Linked DNA regions of Sus scrofa: all the other regions are linked to region 1. Evidence: chromatin contacts called from public Hi-C data. All regions are on one chromosome and are shown on one strand. Each heading gives the region's core, a stretch centred on a gene start, on an enhancer-like site or on the middle of the called end of the contact. The rest is flanking DNA. Distances are from core to core; before and after follow the strand shown. Region 1 has its middle 89 kb from the start of CTGF. Region 2 has its middle 160 kb from the start of CTGF. Region 3 holds the start of CTGF (connective tissue growth factor).

Evidence for each region. Hi-C and Micro-C count contacts between places; a contact is called where the count stands out from the background.
Region 2: a contact with region 1 is called in a Hi-C map of embryonic fibroblasts, with 2.7 times the contacts expected there. The contact joins two enhancer-like sites. A contact is called at or near these places in 3 of 47 Hi-C or Micro-C datasets (embryonic fibroblasts, skeletal muscle and subcutaneous adipose tissue) and 1 of 2 datasets of contacts at active chromatin or transcription factors (skeletal muscle).
Region 3: a contact with region 1 is called in a Hi-C map of embryonic fibroblasts, with 3 times the contacts expected there. The contact joins the promoter of CTGF here to the enhancer-like site in region 1. A contact is called at or near these places in 9 of 47 Hi-C or Micro-C datasets (embryonic fibroblasts, fibroblasts, liver and 4 more) and 1 of 2 datasets of contacts at active chromatin or transcription factors (skeletal muscle).

The regions. Positions count from the first base shown.
Region 1 is chr1:31,583,438-31,587,774 of Sscrofa11.1, forward strand. No RefSeq gene overlaps it. Among named protein-coding and RNA genes, the nearest start is that of CTGF, 89 kb to the right of the region's middle. Within about 2 kb of position 1,259, at least 25 of the 83 cell types and tissues checked have an H3K27ac peak or open chromatin away from gene starts, as enhancers often do. A contact at or near this core is called in embryonic fibroblasts, liver, skeletal muscle and 1 more, where this site is marked.
Region 2 is chr1:31,515,144-31,519,858 of Sscrofa11.1, forward strand. No RefSeq gene overlaps it. Among named protein-coding and RNA genes, the nearest start is that of CTGF, 160 kb to the right of the region's middle. Within about 2 kb of position 2,173, at least 38 of the 83 cell types and tissues checked have an H3K27ac peak or open chromatin away from gene starts, as enhancers often do. A contact at or near this core is called in embryonic fibroblasts, skeletal muscle and subcutaneous adipose tissue, where this site is marked.
Region 3 is chr1:31,671,903-31,676,508 of Sscrofa11.1, forward strand. It overlaps CTGF (connective tissue growth factor), which reads left to right and starts at 2,496. Exons shown (of 5, transcript NM_213833.2): 1 at 2,496-2,777; 2 at 2,903-3,125; 3 at 3,425-3,676; 4 at 3,810-4,021; 5 at 4,416-4,606. The coding sequence starts at 2,712.

The DNA of each region.
Region 1 (4,337 bases), core at 9-2,508:
AACATATGACTCATGGAAAAATCCATTTCAGGGGTTTTCCAGAACAATTCAGTAGGACAGTCAGGAAAATGATCACTTATTGGAGCTACATTTTAACACCAACACATTTAGTTTGTTTTAGCAGTGGATGCCTTCGAGAACGTTTATGAACTGTGATGTTTAAATAAAAACACATATACATCATTTTTATTGCTTTTCCCACAAACCTCTATTTTCTTTAAGTCCTCAGTCTTGCCCTCCATAGTTTTACATACCACAGTCTTTTTCACAAGCATACTACATAGTTTATGAAGGATTAGTCTCTTTCCAGGCAGGTCCTTCTATCTCAGGCCCACCAAATCACACAATTGAGCAAACACCTGGACTGCCTACTTTAGCCCTGCTTCCAAGAGGCAGTTGAGAAAATGCCTACATTATGCTCTCGGTTGCACTCTGTAACTAAACTATCTTCCTTTCTGGTTTCTGAAAAAATACCCCTTTCCCAACCAGGTACCATTTCCTACTCTTAAAATACTTTGGTTTTGGTCAATAGGAGAGGAAATGCAACCTATTTTTAGAAATGAATGTGGGTATGGTGCTATTAACACTTTCAAGGTAGATCTATAAACATATAACGCCACTTGGTTTTTCTAAATGATAATATTAAGGTAGATATCAATTCTGTTTCTACTGCTGTTTTATATGTTGCTCTACATTAATGTGAATAGTAGGAGGGCAGAAACTCTGTTTCTCTTCTACAGCACACAGTATTGTTTTAATTAATATTTTAAAATAAAATGTGTACCTGACAAATTCAATAATATTTCATTTCTTTAGTTGTTATTATATTTTATAGATGAGAAATTAGGCTTCAGAGAGGTTAAGCATCTTACCTAATTTGCAGAGTACATGGCAGAGACAGTATGATAAGACAGGTAGAGGCAGGAATTAAACCTAAGTCTGACTCCAAATCCCATGGCCTTCTCACTAAATCATCATACCTTCCTCCAGGGTGGTCTCTCTGGGAAATTCCACCAGAAGCCAACTTACTTTGTACAAAATATCCAGGCTAAGCCTATCCTGATTAAAAAGGTCATGGTCTGTCCCCATCCGACAGTCAATCTGAGGCAAAGCTCATGTTCTCTTAGCTCTAACTACATGTCTCTTTCTGGAGATTCACGACAATAACAAGCGTTCCTTTGGGAAGAGTCCAATCCTTTAGCCTCCCTGGCCCAGTGTGGAATGACTCAGGTCAGACTACAGCCGCTCCAAACAACTCCTTCCAAGTAAGACCTTAAGAATGTCAGTGACTCAGGTACCATTGTTTTCAGATGATCTTGGGTGGAGGCCATGACCACTTGCAAGTTTAAAACATTAAGTGATTCAAGATGGGGAAAGTTAGAGTGAGGGGTTGGACACTCTCAGGCTCATAAAAAAAAAGAAAAGAAAAAGAATGTACCAGCTCACTGACTACAGCATAGCCTGATAAACGGGAGTCCTCTTTCAAGTTAAATCTTATTTTTTCCTCTTTGGATTGAAGGAAAATGCAAGATAAAACCTAAGAGTAGTTACCCTCTGAAGTCCTCCAGGAAATGTTTATTTTGTCTTATGTATAAAACAATAACTAGTATCCAAAAGAACTTGATGTCCCAGTTAAGAATGAAAAAGACCACGATAAACAGCTGGAGGGGGCTGATAGCATGTTGCATCCCGTGCATTCTTCACCGGCCCCTAGAACTGCACTTTAAAAATGGAGAAAAACATTTCCTGCCTTAGTGCCAAACAGAGAAAGGCAAATGGTCTGGAATGACCTCAGAAGATTTAGCAAAGGAACTTAAACAGAATTTGCTCAAAACTTCAATGAACTGGACTTCTGCCAAACCACTTGGAAAATTTCTGCATTCAGAAAGAAGAAAAATCTTCCCCATGAAAGACACTCTCTGGAAGAAACCATTCCAACCACTATAAATATTTTTGCCACTGACTGTATGAGTGACTATGTCAGAATTCTTGATGTATGTCTCCATTTCCTCTTATTCTTATCCAACTATTACTTTTTAAAAGTAAATCCTGTGGTTTACTAGTTTGTGTAACCCTTGTAGAATTTAATGTATTCATTCATTCATTCGGCAATTGTTTTACACTGTACCAAGCACTGGGGACACAAGGACATTTAATCCATGTATATTTCTTGATTTACTGTAGCACGGAGCTAGAAAACAAGGGATCGCAATGAACTAGTCAGTCAACCGTTCTATCTTCATGGAGTTTTCAGTCAAATCCAGTGGATCTTAGTCCTTGGTGTGAACCAGAATCACTAGGGAAATTTTCTTCTTTTTTTCTTTTTTAAAAGTTTTATTGAAGTATAGTTAATTTACAAGGTTGTGATAATTTCCTCTGTACAACAAAATGACTTAGTTGTACATGTACACATCCACTCTCTTTCAGATTCTTTTCCCACACAGATTATCACAGAATATTGGGTAGCGTTCTCTGTGCTATACAGCAGGTCCCCGTTGGCCTATCATTTGAGATAGCTCAGTGTGCATATGCCAATCCCAAGGGAACTTTTAAAACAGACCACTGAGTTGGAGGCCCCACTTAACACCAATTAAATCCAAGTCACTGGTTTAAAGGTAGATGCAAACAATAAAGCAGAGGATTACAATATGATAAATGATTAAGAAAAAGAAAGGATACTTTGAAATAACATAGAAAGTACACACATCCCAGATTTCAGACTAAGTAGCATGTTTTAAATGATAATTTTTCACTTTGTCTAGGAAATAAAGGGTGTCAGGCCATTTTTGGACAAAAGGAGAATGACATTCAAAGGCAGAGAGGTACATGTACATGATGTGGTACAGTGATGCTGCTATTTGTTATGAAGAGAGCATGTGCAGCCCAAGGTTGGAAGAGAGAAACAGAACCACAGGAACTGGATAAGTAGGTAGAAGCAGAGCAAAGAAATTCAGATTCTCATGCTGAGCATTTTGGAGTTTATTCCTGAAAAAATTAGAGCTTTTGGAGGTAATTTAAAGAAGAAATTAGAATGATCTTTGGCATTTTCTACTCCCAGGCCGTAGATACTTAAATGTTGCAGGTCTTGAAGCAACAACACAGTAACCCCACATGGAGTCATCTCTTAATCGCTGGAGGAAAGCTCGATGTGCTAAAGCTATCTGTCATTATTCTCTATTCCACTTGAACATGTGTCCAGCTTTCTCTAGTTCCCTTCCAGCAAAACCAGTCATTTGTCTTGCTCTTAAGACCTGCCCAAGCCCAAGCCCTGAAGCGATGCTGAGGACACTTAACATCCTTGTTCCCAGGAGAGATAAGAGAAACCTCCGGATTCTGGAAGGAATGATCTGAGCTTCATGCACAGGCCTCTAATGAAGAGAGAAACTAAATATTCTAAATTGTTTCCAAAGCATATTGTCAGGTTGCTTATCTGATAAGGCAAGAAAAAGAATTATTTATTTTCCTGGGACATAATGGTAATTTCAAGTTTCTTCCAGACTGTCCTATAACTGCCTCTATGGGTTTCATTAAGCCCCAAACGTGTGTTTGTTATTTATAACCCCATATTTCCCCCCACTAGTCATAAAATAGTGAAAAACAGTTCTTACAAGTAAAGGAAAATTCAAGTACAGTACCCACTTGTTTGACTCAATATTTTGATTTGATTGAAAAATCAATAATTTATTTTAACTAAATGACAGACAGTTCATTCCTAGGTACAAAGAACTCAGAAATTCCACTCTACCTCCCACATACCGTTGGGTCACAAGAGATAATGGCTGCATTGACAAGAACTATTTCCAGTTCCTGTCAAGAGTCATTTCAGAAAGAAAGCTGAAGCAAAAGCCTCACACGATTATTTTAATTTTAAAACATTTAAAAATAAATAAGTACTTATTGGCCTCAAGGGTCTTTTTGTTTCTGCAAGTGAAAACCTTGGGAGGAAGTAGTTTTATGCTGGTGAAGCACCAGGTTGGTCAGATTAAAAGTAACCAAAGACACAGCCCAAATGTAAACACTAGCCCTCCTGAGCTACAAGTCAGACTGGGTTTTCTCCCATTTGGCTCTGCTAGCAGCCTTCTGGGGTCGATCCCATGACACCAAAACTTACTCGAGACAAATATGGGTATTAATTTCCTTTTGAGAAGAGTCAGGTGGCAGAACGCTATATCCATAACGCTAACAAATGCTAACTATTGTTTGAGGTCTTACTCTGTTCTCTGCATGACCCCAAGTGTTTTATATGCGTCCATTGATTTCACTTACACAATAATGTTGTCCCAAGAGCCTTACATGCATTGTACTAATAGAAAAACAGACGCAGCTAACAAATGGAC
Region 2 (4,715 bases), core at 923-3,422, 67 kb before region 1:
CGTTGCTGTGGCTGTGGTGTAGGCTGGCAGCTGTACCTCCAATTAGACCCCTAGCCTGGGCACCTCCATATGCTGCAGATGCAGCCCTAAAATGCAAAAAAAAAAAAAAAAAAAAAAAAGACATAATGCCATTTGCAGCAACATGGATAGACTTAGAGATTATTAAAGTAAGTGAGGTGAATCAGACAGAGAAAAACAAACATCATATGATATTACATGTGTGGAATCTAAAAAAAATGATACAAATGAATTTATTTACAAAACAGAAATAGACTCACAAAGGAAACAAATCTATGGTTACCAAAGGGGATAGCAGTGAGGGTGGGTGATGGTGGTGGTAGAGGAGACACATGAAGAGTTTGGGATTAATATATACACATTACTATACATAAAATAGATAAACAACAAGGACCTATGGTATAGCACAGGGATCTAGACTCAATAACTTGTAAAAACCTATAATGGAAAAGGATCTGAAAAAGTTACATATGTAAAACTGAATCACTTTGCTGTACCCTGACAACTAACATAATATTGTAAATGAACAACATTTCAATTAAAAAAAAAAGGTGAACCGAAAAGAAATAAGGCAACAAGGAATCTTTCTAGTAGTGTAATTGGGGTGGGGCAGGCACATAGCCTATAGACAGAGAGTGTGGTTAGCACAGGACCACTGGAGGGCCACCTCTGCCGACAGTGGGTTGGTGGTGGTCCTCAGGGCAGAGGGCAGTGAGAGGTGGATTGTAGCCTCTCCCTGGGGCCCTCCAGGCCCTTGGTCCAGTGGGTGAGCTGGGGGTGAGCCCTGGGGAAAAGGCTGAGGGCTGTGTCCTGCAGAGCTCCAGAGCCATTGCCAAGGCTGTGCACTGACCAGGCCAGGCCCCACCTCCTAGATCTATTGACTGTGGCAGTCTACCTGGGTCGCAGTCCTCAGCACTGGCTGCAGTGAGTCTGAGGACTGGCTGGGTCCTGGGCACCTTGTTCCCTCAGTGATGACCCCTGGCCAGGGTCTGGGGACCTGGCGCAGAGGGCACTGCTATCTAAGATCTGTCTCTTCAGCTGGGCCTGGGTGCTGCTGGGAGGATCCAGACTGGGTGCTGGATGAATGCTCCTTGGCAGCATGACTAGCTTGCACCCCAACCCCACTTCCCTCAGCCAGGGCCTAGACCTTGGAAGGTGAAAATCAACACTTGGAAGCTTGAACAAGTAAATGAGGGGTAATGTGGTGTTGCTTTGCTTATGGGATTTGTTAAGTGTTAAAAGGCACAAGGAGGCATAGAGACAAAATTTAATGCCTTCCCTTCCCTTTCTTACATATTACACCTTTAGATAAAAAGATGCAAAAAAGAGAATAATATTTATTTTGATGGAGATTTACTGGAACATTGTGACCTGACCATGACCTGACCTAGGTGGACAGCTATAAGAACAAAGGATCTGACACCGTGACGTTTGCAACAATTAACCACATCTCTCCCTCAGCTTTCCTGAAAGGGCTTTGCTGAAAGTCTCTAGGGAGTTCCATTTTTAAGGCATGAGCCTCCTGTCTCTTTGCATGGCATTGCAATAAACCTTTCCCTGCTCCAAATTCCTGTTTTTAGTATTGTTTGACCTCACTGTGCCCGTGTCAGGCACATGGACTTGCATTCAGAAACAATAGTACTCAATGCTTCAAAGAGATAGACAGACTTGATGGACAGAAGCCTAATGATATTGTCCAGGCCTACCTTCTGCTCTCTAGAAGGTGAGCGCTTATGATTATGCTCATTTTATAGGCAAGACAGTTAACAGGGAACAGTAATCTTTTTAAAAATGAGTGTACCAAGAAAAAGGCAATGCTAACAATTAGGTGTTTAAGAAGGAACTGTATAGGAATTTTAAGACGAAAACGAAAGCTAGTTTACTTGGCTGGTACTCAAAAGGTAACCCCAGAAAGAGCTCTGTTGTTCACTCCCCCCTCACCCCAGTTGTGTGGGTGTCCTGTGAGAGGCCTGGAAGAGGAAAAAGTGGTGTTCTCTGAGGATGGGCTTTCCCAGCCTCCTCCAGAACCGTCCAGGTTTGTGAATCAAGGCCGGGGGTGGGCCAGGCAAGGCTTTCCCTTTACCCACACAGGCGGTGATTAAGAAGCTTCCATCTGTCAACAGAGACTTTCAGCTGTATTTCCAGACCAGCTTCCTCTCAACTGACTCACTTGGTGATGCCACAATCTGATGTTTATGACCTAACAGTTGATCACCATGGAAGTAGCACAAGCTTTAGCCTGTTGAGGAGCAAAATCAGAGTTGTGATGCTGGACACTTCAGGAAAAGAAAAAAAGAAGACCCTTATTCATGGAGACCACATGTTAAGACTGAACACCCCAGCCCTCATGCGGGCACTTCCACTGGTTGCAAAAACTGATATTTGGATGTCTTCGTGCCTATTGGAGAACCCAAATAAGGATTCAGGATGACCAAACACAAACAAACACTACGGCATTTAGAAACGCAGGGCAAGCAGTGGAAGGGAAAATGTGTATGTAGCAATTTAATGGGGTTTGGACTACAGATGCTCTTTCTTCACCTTTTAGCCAGCATGTGGCGATGATTTTACAAGACAAAGGAAGCTTGCCAAGAAAAGAATCAGATCCCCTAGAACTCAACCTTACAAATAGTCCTGATGGTATGTCTACTCACAAACTGGGAGTGTCAGGATAGACTTTCTGGTTGGTCCACCCCTCCCCCACCCTCGATGAAAATAAAAGCTAAAATGAAAAAGAAAGCCAGCCAGTGTGATGAAATAACTTTTTTTTTTTTTTTTTTTTAGCAAAAAAGCATCATATCAAATGCTGTGAGTGGCAAGAGGTCTTGGCAGGGATGTCATAAGCAGATGAGAACTGTGGCGTGGTCAAGGTGAAGTGAGTCTGACTTCCTGGCCTGCCCTCCCCAGACTAATTTTCAGAAAGTGCTGCCCTTCCCCAGCCCGAAACAGCCCAGTAGGAACAGTGTCTCCCAGTAGTGCTTGTGGCTTACAAGTAATGTGAGAGTCTTTTTATAACTGTTGAGGTTTAATTTAAAAGGAAGCTCAGCATCAGCGGTAAAGGGAGGAGAACGTTGTGAACTAAGACCATCTGAAATGGGGAAAATCATAAATACCAGAGTGTCTGATTATTTGAGCGTCTCTTGAAGTGGAATAATGAACCTTGTTCATGTTCTGCCTTTCTGGACTTGGCTCCCTCTGACAAATTTGCAGGCATCAGGGTCTGTCTGGAATTCATTCCAAGTTGGAGGAATATTTTTTCCCTTGACATTTTGCAGCTGAGACAGCCCTGAGCAGGAAGCTGAGGAGCGTAACATTACCAAATATGTCCTTTCTCCTGCCCTTATATTTTATTTCCACAGGAAAGGAAGGCAGAGGCTGGCCAATGAGACCTGGCCAATGAGTGTGTCGCACCAGCAGGCGTCCTCTGCTGGCAGTGGAGAAATTGATCACATGCCAATTTTCACACAAAAAAAGAAACTATTCTAGGTACCACTGGTTGAAATTTGTGTTATGCTGGAGGAAGAAACCTGACAGTTTCCTACAAGTTGCCCAGCAGTTTCAGGGGAGTTATTTATCACCACGTTGGTCTCATTTTCTCAAGCAGGCCTCGGTTAAGAAAGCAGGCAGTGTGGAGTAGCAGCAAGAGGGTAGGAAAGGGTGTTAGGAAAGAGCTGGCCTCTGTCGCTTGCTTACATGCTGGTGCCTCTGACGAGATCATGCCACCTCCTGGGACTTCACAGACTTTATTTGTAAAATGAAGGTCTGGATGTGATATGTCTTGGATTCCTTCTGGGTTCCCAAGACTAAAGTCTCCAGACTAGTTTATCACATGCCTCAATCACGGAAATAAATTTGAATATCTATCCAGATGTGTTGTGTGTGTACATATATATGCATATATATATTACTGCTTTATAACTATAATGCACAGAATACATAAAATATAAATTTAAAAGATCAAAACCTCAGTCACTGAAATAAATATGAATATCTGTCCAGATGTGTGTGTATATACATACACATATATATGTGTATATACATATGTATACTGCTTTATAACTATATTATAAACTTACAAAATATATAAAATACAAATTTAAAAGATCAAAAATGTAAAAATATTTACATTCGAATATTTTCTCTCTAAACTGTAATAGTTTATCTTAAATGCAGCTGGGGCAAGCTCATACTTCTTTAGAAATTGTTGCTTTAAGGCACGTTTTGGCTCTGTTTGGTGATGGATGTAAGATATTAGTCTTAAATTGCCATTTCCACACTGCTTCAGGAAGAGAACCTAAGTCTGTCAAGTAGCAGAGCTTTTGACTGCATATTAAAAATGTAAGACAACTTTTTTTTTGAACACATCGTATTCTCAGTTAATCTTGTTCCAACGATTTTAAGGGGAGAGTTACAGAGAAATTTCTTTACTGAGGGAAATGACTGTAAGCTAGTTATAAACGGCAACAGACTCTTCATCTTGAGTGGAGACTGTTTGGAAGCAGGAGAGAGTGGGGAAATCTGGAGCACGTATGCCTTGTCCAAGGACGGAAGCTGCCTTTCAGCTCCAGTGGGCTGTCGTCATGCAGGACTGGAGGCCGCTGGCCACCAGATGTGATTTCTCAAGAGAATTGGGAGACCTAGATTTTAACATGAAATTAATTTTTCAAATGAATGTTGCTCAAAATTTTAGAGCCAAG
Region 3 (4,606 bases), core at 1,246-3,745, 90 kb after region 1:
TAGGGATATACTTGTTATACTTGTGGAAAAAGAAAAAAAAAATCAAGAAAGGTCCAAAAAATAAAATCACCAATTCTCTGAGAATTGTAATCTAATTAACTATCCCTAAACCTGACGAAATAAAATAGTCTCATTATTACCATCATTTTCTAAACAGAAACTCAGGACTATGACTCTTCTTGTGACTGCCCTAAGATTTGTGAATGGCAGTTCCAAGAATACAGCCCGCGTCACTCAACTGTAACCCGGTCCAGCACTGTATCCCCTCCATGAATGAGTCTCCACTCTGCTGTACACGGGGGATGGCTCTTAGACTCTCCAGAGGATTCCAAAATTCCCAACCCATTCTCCCCACCACCGCACCCTGCTCATGGCCCAGGCCACATGCCACCTTGGGTGAGGTTCCAGCTTCACATCCCGACCCTTCCCCATCCACCACACCTTTCCAACCATTAGTGGTAGATATAATTGGGGGTTTAGGTCTTGAAAGATTTCACTGTGGCTTCCCACATATTTTGAACGTTTAAAATCATCCACAGGGGAAGAAAAAGTTGGGGGCCAAGTTGCCTTTAATACACATGTGGCTATTAACATAACTTGGAATGTTCCTTCTTTAAATAGGAACTTTGAAGGCCTCTTCTCTTTGAGGAATGCTTGGAAAGAACATTAAATAACAATGATGAAAATTCTTCCTGAGTTTCAGAGGCCCCCATCGCTGGCCATTCACACTGTTGACATGCAACTACACTGTACAACATGTGGATCATTTAACGGGGTAATTGTGCACAGATGATGTGGTCTGTGCTGAAGCTGGAGTAGGTTTTTTTTTTTTTTTTTTTTTTTTTTTTCTCTTGGCTCCTTTTCAACAGAATGAAATGAAACTTGAAAAAAAAAAATGTAGCCAGTTTAAACAGGCTGTTTTCAGATTCTAAATCTGTAACGATTTGGAAAGCTGGCCTTTGCATCTGAATCAGACAGGTTTATCTTAGACCTCTCTACGGATGTGTCAACAGCTAAAATGAATCTATTCATTGGTAACACTAGTGTCAAACAATATGGCACCACAATCGGAAAAAATGGCATAGCTCTGGAATCATTCTCTTTACCTAAAATGGTAACTGGAGTTATTAACACAAAAGCAACTAAACTATAAATTCTAAAGGAAAGCACTGTCAATTAACTCAGTCTTCAGTGAAGCTAACATATGCTTAGACTTTATTGGCCATATTTGACATATGCACACAAGTGGAGGGAATAAAACTCCTTCTTTCCTTGACCTGATCTCACTCCATTAGGTTACCGGCTTCTTGGGTAATAAGAAGTAACAATCGCTATTCATAGATGTGTGGAGAGTCACTAAAATATATTATTTACAGACACTCTTAGTTTGTAAGCAAATATAATGGGGTTCAGTGTTCTTGTTATATAATCAGATTAATTCACATTTGAAGATTATAGGTTTTGGTATAAGAAAAATCACTTATTTTTCAAAGACCCCCAACTGTGTTTAACACCTCTCCCAAAGAAACCCCAAGCTTCTTGCTGGTCCCCTCCTGTAGAGTTGCCTTGTCTTCCCACCCCATTTTTCATCCCAACATCCAGCACTTCTACCTACTCAACACATAATCATTTGCTCTGACATAACATCAGATGGAATTTTCTGGAAATGTTGAAGCCCACCCATCCCTTTTTCTTCTTGATACCCACAACAATAATACTGTTGTAAGTATTAAGAGAGAACAAAGCAAGAGTGGTAGAAAACTCCCCCAGAAAACTGCATCCATACTTAGACTCCTGGCTGTATTCTCTTTCCTGTCTGTCTGGCCACTGGCCATGGGCATCCAAAGTGTTATTTCAAGTGACAAATGATCAAATTCCTCCATTTCCAATATGAAATTCGGGGATTTGCAGGTATGCTTCTGCTTCTTGAGGCTCTCAAGCAGTTAAAAGCAACCAACTCCTCTTCTGCTCTCTGCAAAATTTCAAAGGCACACAGCCTCTGAAACTAAAATCATTACAAAAACAATAAAAAGGAAATCCTTTCGAATTTTTTAGGAATCCCTGCTGTTAGCCTCTTCTGCTACCTACCTCCTAACCTCCTACAAAGGATTTATGTCAGTGGGTAGAACAGGCACAGCTATTAGAAACAGAAGTAGTGGAATAAAAATAATAATAAGCATGGCTGATGTGTTTTTAAATGATATAAATCAGGAGTGGTGCGAAGAAGGAAGGGAGGAAAATCCTATTTGGTGCTGGAAATACTGAGCTTTTTTTTTTTTTTTTTTTTTTTGGTTAGCTGTAGTGTGCCAGCTTTTTCAGACGGGAGGAATGCTGAGTGTCAAGGGGTCAGGATCAATCCGGTGTGAGTTGATGAGGCAGGAAGGTGGGGAGGAATGCGAGGAATGTCCCTGTTTGTGTAGGACTCCATTCAGCTCATTGGCGAGCCGGGGCCGCCCGGAGCGTATAAAAGCCTCGGGCCGCCCGCCTCAGCCTCACACAACAACTCTTCCCCACTGAGAGGAGGCAGTCAGCCCGACTCCCACCGCCGACGACCCACCGCCTTCAGTCCGACGGCAGCCGCCCCGGCCGACAGCTCCCGAGACAGCCGCCCGGCGCGTTCCAGGCTCCCGCCTCCGGCCCGAACCCGCGCCGCCCGCTCGGCCCGCCACGCCACCCCAGCCCCGCCGCCAGCCGCCCGCAGCGCCCCGACCATGTCCGCCACCGGCCTGAGCCCGGTCCGCTGCGCCTTCGTGCTCCTGCTCGCCCTCTGCAGCCGGGTAAGCGCCGGAGACCCCCGCGGCGCCCGGCGCCGGGGGGAGGGATGCACCGGGCCGGGGGCGGGGAGGGGACCCCGCGGCGCCGAGGGGCGTGCGTCCGGCTGACCCGCCGCCTCCCTCCGCAGCCCGCCTCTGGCCAGGACTGCAGCGGCCAGTGCCAGTGCGCGGCCGGGAAGGCGCCGCGCTGCCCCGCCGGCGTCAGCCTCGTGCTGGACGGCTGCGGCTGCTGCCGAGTGTGCGCCAAGCAGCTGGGTGAGCTGTGCACCGAGCGCGACCCCTGCGACCCGCACAAGGGCCTCTTCTGCGACTTCGGCTCGCCGGCCAACCGCAAGATCGGAGTGTGCACAGGTAAGACCTGCAGCCCCGGTCCCCACCCCGTCTCCCCCAGACCCCTCGCCCCGCGCCGCCACCGCCGGAGCGCCCGGGCGGGGGCACCCGATGACGCGCCACCACCCCGAGTCACCCTCACGCTCACCTTCCCGCCAGATAATAAAGCTGCTCGAATTGAGTCCCTCCTTCTGGCTGTTAGCAGCCCGGCCCCGGAGCCCTGCTCCCAGCCCGCAACCCCGACGCGCGCTTCCTTGTGAGAGGCTCGGGAACCAATGCTTGACCCTGCATCCCCCCCATTTCCCCTTCCTGTCCTTCAGCCAAAGATGGTGCCCCCTGCGTCTTTGGAGGAACGGTGTACCGGAGCGGAGAGTCCTTCCAGAGCAGCTGCAAATACCAGTGCACTTGCCTGGACGGGGCCGTGGGCTGCGTGCCCCTGTGCAGCATGGACGTCCGCCTGCCCAGCCCCGACTGCCCCTTCCCACGGAGGGTCAAGCTGCCCGGGAAATGCTGCGAGGAGTGGGTGTGTGACGAGCCCAAGGACCACACCGTGGTCGGCCCTGCCCTGGCCGGTGAGCTGAGCCTTTCTCTAAGTCAGCCTTGTGATTCTCCCACAGGGGGGGCCGAGCCCTGACTTTGCCCAGGGCTGGGGAAAAGGTCGTATTCTGACGTCTCACCTCGCGTTTGTGTGCTCTGCTCTCACAGCTTACCGACTGGAAGACACGTTTGGCCCAGACCCAACTATGATGCGAGCCAACTGCCTGGTCCAGACCACAGAGTGGAGTGCCTGTTCCAAGACCTGTGGGATGGGCATCTCCACCCGGGTTACCAATGACAACGCTTTCTGCAGACTGGAGAAGCAGAGCCGCCTCTGCATGGTCAGGCCTTGTGAAGCTGACCTGGAAGAGAACATTAAGGTAGGTGTCCAGCTCCTGTTCATTCATTTTCGTGGAACAAGAGAGGACAGGACCAAGGTTTAGGTCTCTTACCGCCCTCCTTCTTAGAGGCCTGTTACCTCCAAAAATATCTAACCATTGAGCTGTTTTGCTGGAATAAGATGTTATGTAATAGGAACCACCAGTTTTCCACTAGGAAATCTTCCACAGTGTGAGTTCATTCAAGACATCCCCAAAGAGGCTATGTCTATTTTTGGAAAACTGGCAGAGGAGAGTCAAACTTCCCCTCCTCAAAATATAAACAGAAGTCAGACAGCTCAGAAGCCTGGAACACACAGAAGTTGAAGAAAGCCACACCCCTTGCAGTCATTAATTTTTTTTTTTCCCCTCCTCTCTTCTCCCTTGTCTTCCTCAGAAGGGCAAAAAGTGCATCCGTACCCCCAAGATCTCCAAGCCCGTCAAGTTTGAGCTTTCCGGCTGCACCAGTGTGAAGACATACCGGGCTAAGTTCTGCGGGGTATGCACAGACGGCCGCTGCTGCACCCCTCACAGAACCACCACCCTTCCTGTGGAGTTCAAGTGTCCCGACGGTGAGGTCATGAAGAA